Regions from separate parts of the Danio rerio genome. Here all the other regions are linked to region 3. A link is a contact called in public HiCAR-type data. All regions are on one chromosome and are shown on one strand. Each heading gives the region's core, a stretch centred on a gene start, on an enhancer-like site or on the middle of the called end of the contact. The rest is flanking DNA. Distances are from core to core; before and after follow the strand shown. Region 1 holds the start of gnai2a (guanine nucleotide binding protein (G protein), alpha inhibiting activity polypeptide 2a). Region 2 has its middle 16 kb from the start of traip. Region 3 holds the start of inka1a (inka box actin regulator 1a).

Region 1 (3,936 bases), core at 841-3,340, 130 kb before region 3:
ATCTGTCATCATTGAATAATAACAAAACAAGTCAGCTGTACTACTTCACACATACTTCATTTATGTCTTAATATATATTTTACGTTTACATTTAAATACCAACGCTCTCTGTGTAATTAATTAATGGTAATAATTAATAATTTACTTCATAAAATAAAATATAAATATAATAAGCTATTTAATATTTTAGATGTTCTCCAGATGACTTTAAAGTTGAACAATGAAACAAGAAAAGTGACAGAAATAATTAGAAATAATATAATAAACTATTCAGGGATACCACTGATGAAAAGTTTTCCTCTATGTGTGCCTTATGTGCTGTTTTATTCCAGGTGAAACATCATGTGGATTTGCTACAATGTTTGTTACTGCTACCACACATAAAGCTTTTTTATTGTCATTGATGGTTTCATGAAGAACTTCTAAAGGGATAGTTCAGCCAAAATGTCAATCAATATTCTGTCATCAAATATTCACCCTTGAGATGTTCCAAACCCAGTGGCTCAGTGGTTAGCCTCACAGCAAGATGGTTGCTGGTTTGAATCCTGCCTCGAACCACTGGCTTGTGACCAGAAGGGCATCTGCTGTGTAAAACAAATGCCGGAATAGTTGGCTGTTCATTCTGCTGTGGTGACCTCTGATAAATCAGACTAGGCCGAAGAAAAATGAATGAATGTTCCAAACCAGTTTAAGTTTTTTTTTTAACGCAAAAGAAGATATTTTAAAGAAAGCTGAAAACCAGCAACCATTGTCTTCCACTTGTTTTGGTTAACTGTTTTCAGCTACATTTTGGCTTTATAATCCCTTTAGCATCCATAAAAACGTTTCATTTTACAAAATATTCTTTATGGTGAAAACATTTTTTTTTTCTTAAAATGTTTTTCAGATGACAAATATTTAGTTATTTGAACTTTTGATTTTGTTATTTGAACTTTTCATTAAAATAGTTTTTGATCCTCTTTTGGATCTTTCCAGCAGATTTATTCCTGAGGGTCAAGTGTTTTTGTTTATCTGCTCTATGTTCTTTTTGTTTATACATTTATCCGTACATTCATTTTTCTTAGGCTTAGTCTCTTATTTATTAGGGGTCGCCACAGCGGAATGAACCGCCAACTTATCCAGCATATATTTTACACAGTGGACTCTGGGAAATATCCATATACACACACTCATTCACTATGGCCAATTTATTCAATTCACCTATAGCGCATGTCTTTGGAACCAGCAACCTTCTTGCTGTGAGGCAACAGCGCTAACCACTGAGCCTCTGTGTCGCCCCTACTTTCATCCATAATAATAAAAAAAGAAAGGAGAGTTTTTTTAAATTACTTTTATTAAACTTTATGAAAAAAATTGTGGATAAAATAAACAAATTAATAAACAGGCCTACATAAATCAAAGATAAATAAATAAAAGAGTACAAAAATAAATAATAAAAAGGCGTATAAAGGGAAAATAAAATAAAAGGTGTAAAACATACACATCAAAAAACAGAAATTAACATATAATCCACACACATCCACACATACTTACACACTTATACAATACACTCAATTAAATTCAATCTGCAATTAAAACGAGGAGAACATGCAAACATCACGCAGAAATGCCAACTGACCCAGTCGGGACTCCGTCAACCTTCTTGACCACTGAGCCACCATGTCGCCAAAACGTGATATTTATATAATAACGTGATATTTATATATCATATTATATCATAAATACTGAACTACAATATAAAATAAGACATAGTAAGTAGAGTCACACTGTGAATAATTATCAGTTATTTTGTTATTCAAGTTCGTTTGAATGCAAATTTATTGGTTCGTGCAAACTTCATTTCCCATGAGCACCCGCGGTGGGCGTATCAGAGGGGCTGGCTGGCAGTGCGCGAGGAGCCCAACAATTCTGAACTGTGTGTATGTATGTGTGTGTGGCAGAGAGAGCAACTTCTCGGAGCAGACTGGGGTGTGGCGGCTGTGAAAACACTCACAGAAATCAGAAACCACTCAGCGTTTGCTTTCTAACGGGCGCGTGCTCTTTAAATCCTCGGCGACCACCGAAAGGACTAACCGAGGAGCACAACGGACATTTTTTGTTGCATTTTCGGATTCATTCACGTTTCCAGGCGCAGCACGTTTCACCGATCGTCTTGCTTTTTCATACCTGAGCACAAGGGGGTTGATCTAAACTTTTTTGGGGCAAACTTTTTGTATTTGTGGATGTAAGTTTTTCCCTCCCCATTCGCGTGATGTAAAACTCCAGCGTCTGGTTACTTGGTTTCTCTCGGGAGCCTTAACGTTAAACGTCAACAGATTCCAGGTGTTGTTCAAATTTCATTCAAATATATCAGTTCAGATTTGCCCCAAACCTCATACGGTTTGCTGAAAAATTTCCGACGCGTAAAAACAACGGTTTTGGAGCTACTTGTGTCTTAAGGACATTTCCTTTTCTTGGACTTGCGACAGTCGGGTTTTTTCAAAGCCAAAAGAGGAAGTTACTCACGGAAGACTATTTTTAAGGTCTCCTCTCGCTTTAAAAGGGTAATACCTTTTCATTTTTTCTCTTAAATCTATACTCATAAATCCGTCGCCCTGAAGCGCGCATTCGGAACCATGGGCTGTACCGTGAGCCAGGAAGATAAAGCCGCGTTGGAGCGGTCCAAAATGATTGACAGAAATCTGCGCGAGGACGGGGAGAAAGCCGCCAAGGAAGTGAAACTGCTGTTATTGGGTGAGTAACGAATCCCGGATAACCGGTCTGTACATCATAGCACACGTATAAACACTTTGTCACGTCTGCAAGTGTCAATTTGGGTCAAGAAAAGTTTATTTTAAGTGCCTTGTTGGCAAAGTGTGTCAGGTTTCCTCAGGTGTGGCCCTCGAGAAACAGTCAACGGATGTTAAGAAAAGGTCAACAACAATAAAAAAAGTGTTCACTTGCTTAGTTATTTAGTTTCAGGTACTTGTATTTCTTTTTTTTTCTTCTTTTATTATAGTACAGGGATGTCCAAACTCGGTCCAAGAGGGCTGGTGTGCTTCTGAGTTTAGCTTCAACTTGCTTCAACACATCTGCCAGAAAGGTTGAAGTATATCTAGTAAGACCTTAATCAGTTGGTTTAGGTGTGGTTGATTAGGGTTGCAGCTAAGGTCTCCTGGACAGTGGCCGTCCAGAATCGAGTTTGGACACCCCTGTTGTAGCATGTAAAAATTTTTCGTTCATTCATTTTCTTTTCGGCTTTGTCCCTTTATTAATCTGGAATTGCCGCAGCAGAATGAACCGCCAACTTATTTAGCATATGTTTTATGCAGCGTTTGCCCTTCCAGCTGCAACCCATCTCTGGGAAACATACTCATTCACACTCATACACTACAGACAATTTAGCCCATCCAATTCACCTATACCGCATGTGTCTTGACTGTGGGGGAAACTCCACACAGAAACGCCAACTGACCCAGCCGAGGCTCTAACCAGCAACCTTATTTGCTGTAAGCGTCACCTGTATATCATTTGTTAACATTTGTTATAAAGGCGAAGTTGAGCTCACATTAAAGGGATAGTTCACCAAAAAATGAAAATGTATTTGGTAATTACTCACCCTCAAGTGGTTCCAAAGATTTGTGATTTTTTTTTTTTTATTCTGTTTTGCTAGAACTTCTATGTTAAGCTGCTTTGACACACACAGAATTAAAGACAAATTGAAATCAAATTGAATTGTTAAACACAAGCCAAGATATTTTGAAGAAAGCTATAAAACTGTAACCATTAACTTTCATAATTAGAAAAAACAAATAGCCTACTATTGAAGTCAATGGTTTTAGGTTTAAAGCTTTCTTTAAAATATCGTCTTTTGTGTTTAACAGGTGAATTGAACTCAAAAAGGGTCGGAACCAGTGAGGAGTAGCCTAAATTACAGAATTTACATTTTTGGCTAAA
Region 2 (3,956 bases), core at 1,403-3,902, 180 kb after region 3:
TAAAAGCTTAAAGTATCATAAGTGGGGTATTATGGAATATGTTTTGTTGTGTTAAATGAAAATGACCTTACTTCAAGGGATAGTTCACATGAAAAAAAGAATGTTCTCTAATCATTTACTGTCCCTCATGTGGTTTCAAACCTTTGAGTTTCTTCTGTTGAACAAAAAAGAAGATAATTTGAAAAAGCTGGTTGATGGTAGCCATGTCACAGAACTCTATTCTTTGAGTAATATATACTATTTGACTATTGCAACCACAAAATAATGTAAGATACATATTGTTTTACAAAAATAGCAAACAAATTCTAAATTTGGCCATTTTTTCATATTGAAAATATGTGAATCAGCTTTTGACGTTACTACGGGTAAATTTTGTTTCATGTTTCTGATGGCAAATCCACTAGAGGGCGCTGTGAACATTTCTGCAAATCTGAAATGCTACTTAGGGTACCTTTTCTTGTATGTTTCAGATTCACATCCTTCTTGTGCATGAGAAAGTGGTGCTTGTCTTACAGATCATCAGTGAACCACTGACCTAAACCTTTCTCTAAACCCAATCAAGTGTTTTCAGAAGCAAACATTGAGTATGTTTACATGTACCCCAATAATCAGATTTTAATATGATAAGACAATACTCTGATTAAGAGTCTACGATGTAAACAGCACTTTTTGATTATTGTAATTCGATAAGGTTTGAGCTAAAACAGAAATACTGGGAGGATGCCGATTTTAGTCCCAATTATTATAGTGCAGTACAGACATGTAAACACCTTAATCCACAGGTGTCAAACTCAGTTCCAAAAGGGCTGCAGCTCTGCACAGTTTATTTCCAACCCTAATTAAACACACTGATCAAACTAATTGAGTCCTTCAGGCTTGTTTGAAACCTACTGGTAAGTGTGTTGGAGCAGGGTTGGAACTAAACTGTGCAGGGCTTCGGCCCTCCAGGAATTGAGTTTGACACACCTGCCTTAATCAAACTATTGTCTTCATGTAGGATTTGAGCTGCATTTTGTGACACGATATTCCATATACACATGCTATTTTACACTATTCTCTCCACCTACGGAGTCAGTGTAGGAACACTGTTAAATTGTGAAATTCCATTAAAACAACACTCTTTCAGCAGTTCATACTCGCATTCAATAACTGGTTTGTCATGTGGGATTGAGTAAAATCTTCCTCAATGAAAGTGAAAGTGCCAAACTGCAGTTAGTCAAAAATGTAAAAATGAAACCCCCAAAATAACACGAAATTCAGGCAGAAATGTTCAAACATTCTAAAAACAACTCATGTAAACATCTTCATCATATTATTGTCTTAATCATTCATTTTCTTTTTGACTTAGTCCCCTTTTTAATGGTGTGTGTGCCACAATGGAATGAACCGACAGCTATCCAGCATATGTTTTACGCAGGGAATGCCCTTCCAGCTGCAACCCATCACTGGGAAACATCCAAACACTCATTCTCACACACACACACACACACACACACACACAATGGACAATTTAGCTTACCCAATTCACCTATACTGCATGTCTTCGGACTTGTGGGGGAAATAGAAGCACCCAAACTCATGCAAACATGGGGAGAACATGCAATCTCCACAAAGAAATGCTAAATGAACCAGCCAAGGTTTGAACTTGCTGTGAGGCGACACTGCACACTGCGCCACCACATTGCCCTGTCTTAATCAGATTAAGGCAAATAATCTGATTATTGATGTCCATGTAAGTCATTGAGAAAAAGTGCATTGTGACCATATAAGTTTACCTTCATTTTACTTTGCTTTTATCCCACTTTTGAAACTGTGAACACCTTAGCTACGAAGCAAACTGATCATATATAAAGTTCTCCATATAGAGATAGATACAATAGGTGAGGCAAATGTACTAGATTGCAAATCATAGATATCTTTAAGTTGTTTTGTGGTATTTATTTGGCTGTTTTACACAAAAACTGCACAAAAAAATGCCTTACTTATTCATATGCTGCTGAAAATATCATTAGTGTGAAAAGGAGCAAAAGCAGTTGGTTATACTAGTGATGTTCATTTTACCGCCAAACCTGTGATTTCACAAATAAGTAGGCTGAGGTAAGTATTTCCATTTTCTGTACCGCCGTTTTCCAAATAATCTTAAATATTTAAAAATGTCTCAAGAATTGTTCAACCCTTGTACTTGCAAACATTCTTCCCAACTTCTTAGCTTCTTAAGAAAGTTTTCATGAATCTGTCTCCAGGAAACTGGAATGTAAATGTGCACATCTCTACCCACACATATTTTTGGTGTCGTATACTTGAACATGATGCAACTTTAGCCGAAGGCAGCAAACCCTGTTATTTAAGAGGAGAAAATTCAGCATGCTCACTTCTCGCTTGCTTATACCACCTGTCAAGTGTCCTCGCAGGAGGTTAGCTGCGATAAAGCATTTGCACATAGATCTCAACACAAATCTACATGATCTATGATTAGTTTCCAGATCTGTATAGACATATAATAGCGGAAACGGAGGCCCAGCGAAGACCCTGTCCTGCTTTAGCTTCGGTTCACATGCTTGTCTGCCTGGCCGTTCCCCCACAGGCTCTATGTAAACACTCCAGAATCTGCTTTAAAATAGCCCAGAGGAGCAGAACCACCAAATCAGCCACAGATGTTTATACTGGAGCTCCAGCTGCTGCCCTCCACAGGAAGTGAGCGACTTAACTCATTGCTAAAAGTGCCAGTAAATATTTTGTGCTATTAAACTTTCGTCTCGACCCTTGTATGAAACAGGAATAGAGCGAGGGGTCAGCTGGACCTCAGTATGTTCTGTGGGACTTCTTCCTGCCAGTTCTGCTTTCCCATGAGCCTCGTGGTCCATAAAAAGACCTTGTATCTTATCTTCCACAGCTTCATTAACCTAATGAAAACAGTTACGGAGCACGAGTCGCCCCAGATGGTTCTTATAAAGCGAGCGCAGTGATCTGGCGGGAACACATTGTGAGAAACATTCGGAGAAATTGGAGAAGGAAAGTTTTGAGGAGATAGGAAGGCAAAAACATTTAAGTATACACATACATGGATTCGTTATGTGATTTAAACAAGGAAAGAACAAATCCAAGTCTATTTGTAGCTCCCATGGCCCATTGATTGGGACAGGAAAGCTAGAAATAGATAATAATAATATAATAATAATAATAATAATAATAATAATAATAAACTTTTATTTGTATAGCACTTTTTCAACATAAAGACAGCTCAAAGCACTTCACAAGCAAAAAAGTAAGAAACAACATCAATATCAGGTCAAATATCAATATGAGTATAAACAAATAGAGCAAAACAAACAACAAATATATATTCAGATAAATGCATACATGTAAACACATATATACATATACTTACACACAGTAGTATTTACATGTGTATATACATGCACAAACTGTACATGCATACATACATACACAATATACATTTATTCATTCATTCGTTTTCCTTCGGCTTAGTTCCTTTATTCATCAGGGGTTGCCAGAGCGTAATGAACCGCCAATTTATCCAGCATATGTTGTACGCAGCTAATGCCCTTTCGGCTGCAATCCAGTACTGGGAAACACCCATACACACTCATTCACACACATACACTATGGCCAATTTAGTTTTTTCCAATTCAAGTCTTTGGACTTTTGGGGGAAACAGGAGCACCTGGAGGAAACCCACGCGAACATGGGGAAACCATGCAAACTTCACATAGAAATACCAGCTAACCAAGCCCAAACTCGAACCAGGGACCTTCTTGCTGTAAGGCTATAGTGCTAACCACTGAGCCACGGTGTCACCTCCACTATATATATATATATATATATATATATATATATATATATATATATATATATATATATATATATATATATATATATATATATATATATATATATATATATATATAATGCCAGCCTGATCTCATGAGGAAACG
Region 3 (4,368 bases), core at 1,174-3,673:
GAAAAAGCAATACAGGAGACCTATTTGGCCTGTATATGCACATATGCACCTCAATTCTGCCTATATGTGGCATATATGCAGCATATATATTATCATATATGTGCATATATACTGCATAAAAGTTACATATATGTGCATATATCCTCATATAGTTCCTGTGGCCAGTGCTTTATGAAAATACAGTTTAGCTATTTCATTGATTGTACACATTATATATTTCTTTAAAAAATAATAATCGTTGTTTTTTGGATATTATTGGTAGCTTTTTAAATATATTTGAGACGTGCATATTCGAAAATTCATGGTATTGATTAATATTAATCAAAAAATAAGGATCAACAAAAAATAAAAACACCAAAGCGACAGAGAAATAAAATGAGATAAATATAACATTGACTCTGTATTTTCTCTTTAATGCTGAAAGGTTTAGATGAACTTTTTAAAATAGATTTTTGGTGTGGCCTACTTTGAGATTTGGTTTGTTTTTCACACATGTTGATAAGTGTGAATTACTACAAACGTGTAAATATGAATTAGTTTATGTATCTAGTTCACTTGATTCTTTAGATGAACCGCAGATTAATTGTAGATTGCTGTTATCCTGCACATGATCAGACAATTGAGATATGTGTTGTGTTATGTTCTGCTTCTTAAAGACAAGAAGGCGATAAACCTTGAAGGCATGCCCGGTTCACAGATCAGACAAGTGCTTTCCACTTTACCTGCATGCATTAAGGTTTAACACTTGAGGAAGATCACTTGAAGTGGCCATCAGTCAACACAATAAGCAGGTACAGTAACAGCTCACACTTTTCCTACATGTAAATCGGATTGGCACATTTGAGCTTTAGCATCACAAAAGAATCATCTACTGCACACTCGTGTTTTTGTGCGAGTTTGATCGTCCAAACACCTCTAATCTTACCTAATGTGTCATAGATGAGGGTGGAAGAATAATAAAGAATAGGGGTGTGGATGATTAATGGGAAGATTTAACTTTAAAAACAATAAACACCTTGAGTTTGTCGTGATCAGCTCCACGTGGAGACCTTTTGGGAATTTCATTGCATTAGTTAAGAATGTGTCTTTTCTAAATATATTTTTATCTATTTGTGTCGTGTGCTATACCATTATGGCGTTAAAGTTATTATTGCGGTCCAGTTATGAAATAATCGTGTCATGTTTTTAAGTTCAAAAGAATCGATTCGTTAACATTATTTGACTCTGCAGCGTTTTCTCCGACCCCCAGAGAGCGCTGATCAACACGCTTTGACTCTGACTGATTGTGCCTTGTGCTATATCATTTATGGGTTGAAAGTTAATGATTGTGGTCCAGCAATGCAGCAATCGTCGTTTCATGTGTAATAGTTTTAAAGAATCGATTTGCTAAAAAAAAAAAGATGGACTCTGCTGCGTTTTCTCCGACCGCCAGATGACGCTGCTCAACACGCTGTGATTTTGACTGATTCTTCCTAATGTCGTATAAATAAGTTTTCGTGGATGCTGATAATAAGGTAGGTGAATAAATCTGTCAATGTGTGCTTTTTAAGATATTTAAGAATCAAAGATAGTAAAAGACGCCCTAGTCGATTTTTCTTCTCCTGAGGGAACCAGCTGCTTAATGTCGTAATATCCACATATTTGAGCTTAAATATGACTTTTTTTACTGTAAAATAAATAACAAGGGATCAAATAACAAGTTCTTTGTGGTCATATTTGCATTACTCACGGTTAAACCCTCACGAAAAATGAACTACGTTTTTACTATATAGTTAAAACGTAGTAACATGTTTGTTTGCACAATCCATTGATTACTATTTGCATAAACATAGTTTTGCTTCAAATATCATCATTAAACTATGGTTAATGTAGCAAAACCATGCTATTTATTGGTCTGCTTTTGTTTGTTTGTTTAGAGAATGTTTGATACTTAACATTCGTACCAACATGCAAACAATTCAACGCATGAAAAAAAACACTAATAATAAAAATAATACAACTATTGAAATATTTTAAGTAATAAAGTTATTTAATTATATACGTTCTTTAACTATTTCAGTATTTTTAAACATATCCTTAGCATAGAATGGAAGTCGCTCATACTTAGATAGATAGATAGATAGATAGATAGATAGATAGATAGATAGATAGATAGATAGATAGATAGATAGATAGATAGATAGATAGATAGATAGATAGATAGATAGATAGATAATTGTCGTTATACATTTGATACAGTCTTTTGCACTTGGCATCACTCAAAAATTTGATAGAGGAAGGAAATGAGCGCTCAGATTTCATGCGAGCCGTGATTGGCTCTCGCTGAGATGATTTGATTGGAGAGCGCAGGGATGCTGTTCTGCGATTGGCGGAGACGCGCATGCTGGAGTAGCACATATGCGCTGGGCTGCAGTGAGGGGCTCAGGATCTGGAGTTTGAGTAACAAGAGCCACATCTGCACAGGATTGTACAGAAGGATTTTGCTCTTTTTGAGGGGCTTTCCAGCAAATGTAAGTCTTGATTCTCCATCTGAGGAGCTTGTTTTGTTTATCTGCTTATAGTTCCTTGCATCTAATAAATTCATTTTTAAATTGATTGTATTAGTTTACTGTGTTTTATGACTAATAAAGCATTCATTTCTTTTTCAGGAGTATCTAAAACTGCTGGACTTCATTTCTGGACTGTCATTATTAAGAATAATGGTAAGCATTTCTCTTAATTATCACCTCTCCACACTTTTTGGGACTTTGTATTTAATTAAAATTGGTAAAGCTGCACTGATTGGGCGTCACTGTATGTGTATTCAGTTGCAAAGGATTATTTGCAGTGAAGAAATATTTATGTGTGAAAGAAGGAAATGTATCTCATGCTTAGAGAGATAGATTGATTACACAACTGTCATTATATATTTGATATTGCCTTTTACACTTGGCATCTCTGATTCTTGTCATTGTTTGTGAATAATGGTAGGCATTTGTCCAAAATATCACCTCTCCACACTTTTTGGGACTTTGTATTTAATTAAAATTGGTAAAGCTGCACTGATTGGGCGTCACTTTATGTGTATTCAGTTGCAAAGGATTATTTGCAGTGAAGAAATATTTATGTGTGAAAGATGGAAATGTAGCTCATGCTTAGAGAGATAGATGGATTACACAACTGTCATTATATATTTGATATTGCCTTTTACACTTGGCATCTCGGATTCTTGTCATTGTTTGTGAATAATGGTAGGCATTTGTCCAAAATATCACCTCTCCACACTTTTTGGGAGTTTTTGGGCATCACTGTACGAATCTGTTGCCAAGGATTAGTTGCAGTAAATAAGTCTTTAAGTGCGTAAGATGGAAAAGTAGCTCAAGCTTAGATAGATAGATGGATATTATTTAAGTATATACATTAAGTATTTTAATATTTTTATATAAATCTTTAGCCTAAAAAGGAAAAGTAGCTCATGCTTAATATAGATAGATAGATAGATAGATAGATAGATAGATAGATAGATAGATAGACAGATAAATAAATAGATAGTAAAATAGATACTTAGATAGATAGTTGCACGATTGTCGTCCTAAATGTGGTATTGCTTTTTACATTTGGCATCACTGATATTAAACGCACTCAGTTTGATAGATGTATGGATAGATAGTGAGATCGTGAGTTGTATTTAATTAAAATAGATAAAGCTCCACTGATTGGGCATCACTGTATGTTTAATCTGTTGCAACGGATTAGTTGCAGTGAAGAAATGTCCGTTGTTGAAATTTCAGCATATGGAATGACATCTGCACCTCGCAGCAATCTGTGCATTGAAATAATGCCAACACTCAGTTGTGTGCATGCCTTTGTGGCTTTATTCTGGTGTGTTTAGATTCAGAAAATACTAGTTATTACGGTGTTTATTGATTAGAAAGTTAGAAAAGCTTCAAAAGGTGGGAAGACTTTGGTGTTAACACTTACAATGTTGGTAAAGTTTGTATTATTGTGCCAAATTTGCTATTAGAATTGATCCACATCTTCGGCTTTTTGGTTAATTTCTCAATTACGTCTTACTAAAACATTGTGTGTTGCAGTAATGTTTTCGTTGTGTTTGGAACTGGAACTAAGCCTGTAGTGAATCATTTAAAACAGACTCATGAGGTCACATTTTCCCCATTTTCTTGACTATTTGATACTGAGTTCAATTCAGTCCTCAGTCTAAGAAGCTTCCTTGCAAAAAAATGAGTCACTTTGTCTATTTCAAGTGAGTAAGAGATCAACCTTCCGTTACTTGATTATGATTTGTATGTTTTCGTACATGTGTCTGACAGTATGGATTGAAGGTGTGGTAATTGCTCTTTTGAAAAGATGTTTTCCAGGTGTGGCTAC

The links. HiCAR-type assays count read pairs that join an accessible place to other places.
Region 1: a HiCAR-type map of caudal fin shows a contact between it and region 3, with 7 times the contacts expected there. The contact joins the promoter of gnai2a here to the promoter of inka1a in region 3. A contact is called at or near these places in 8 of 18 Hi-C or Micro-C datasets (caudal fin, embryo, hematopoietic stem cells and 2 more) and 2 of 4 datasets of contacts at active chromatin or transcription factors (caudal fin and embryo).
Region 2: a HiCAR-type map of caudal fin shows a contact between it and region 3, with 18 times the contacts expected there. The contact joins the enhancer-like site here to the promoter of inka1a in region 3. A contact is called at or near these places in 10 of 18 Hi-C or Micro-C datasets (caudal fin, embryo, fibroblasts and 3 more) and 3 of 4 datasets of contacts at active chromatin or transcription factors (caudal fin, embryo and gastrula embryo).

Annotation. Positions count from the first base shown.
Region 1 is chr11:37,233,206-37,237,141 of GRCz12tu, forward strand. It overlaps gnai2a (guanine nucleotide binding protein (G protein), alpha inhibiting activity polypeptide 2a), which reads left to right and starts at 2,091. Exons shown (of 9, transcript NM_001001818.2): 1 at 2,091-2,733. The coding sequence starts at 2,616.
Region 2 is chr11:37,540,234-37,544,189 of GRCz12tu, forward strand. No RefSeq gene overlaps it. Among named protein-coding and RNA genes, the nearest start is that of traip, 16 kb to the right of the region's middle. Within about 2 kb of position 2,653, at least 15 of the 62 cell types and tissues checked have an H3K27ac peak or open chromatin away from gene starts, as enhancers often do. A contact at or near this core is called in caudal fin, where this site is marked.
Region 3 is chr11:37,363,840-37,368,207 of GRCz12tu, forward strand. It overlaps inka1a (inka box actin regulator 1a), which reads left to right and starts at 2,424. Exons shown (of 3, transcript NM_001079988.1): 1 at 2,424-2,510; 2 at 2,649-2,702. The coding sequence starts at 2,700.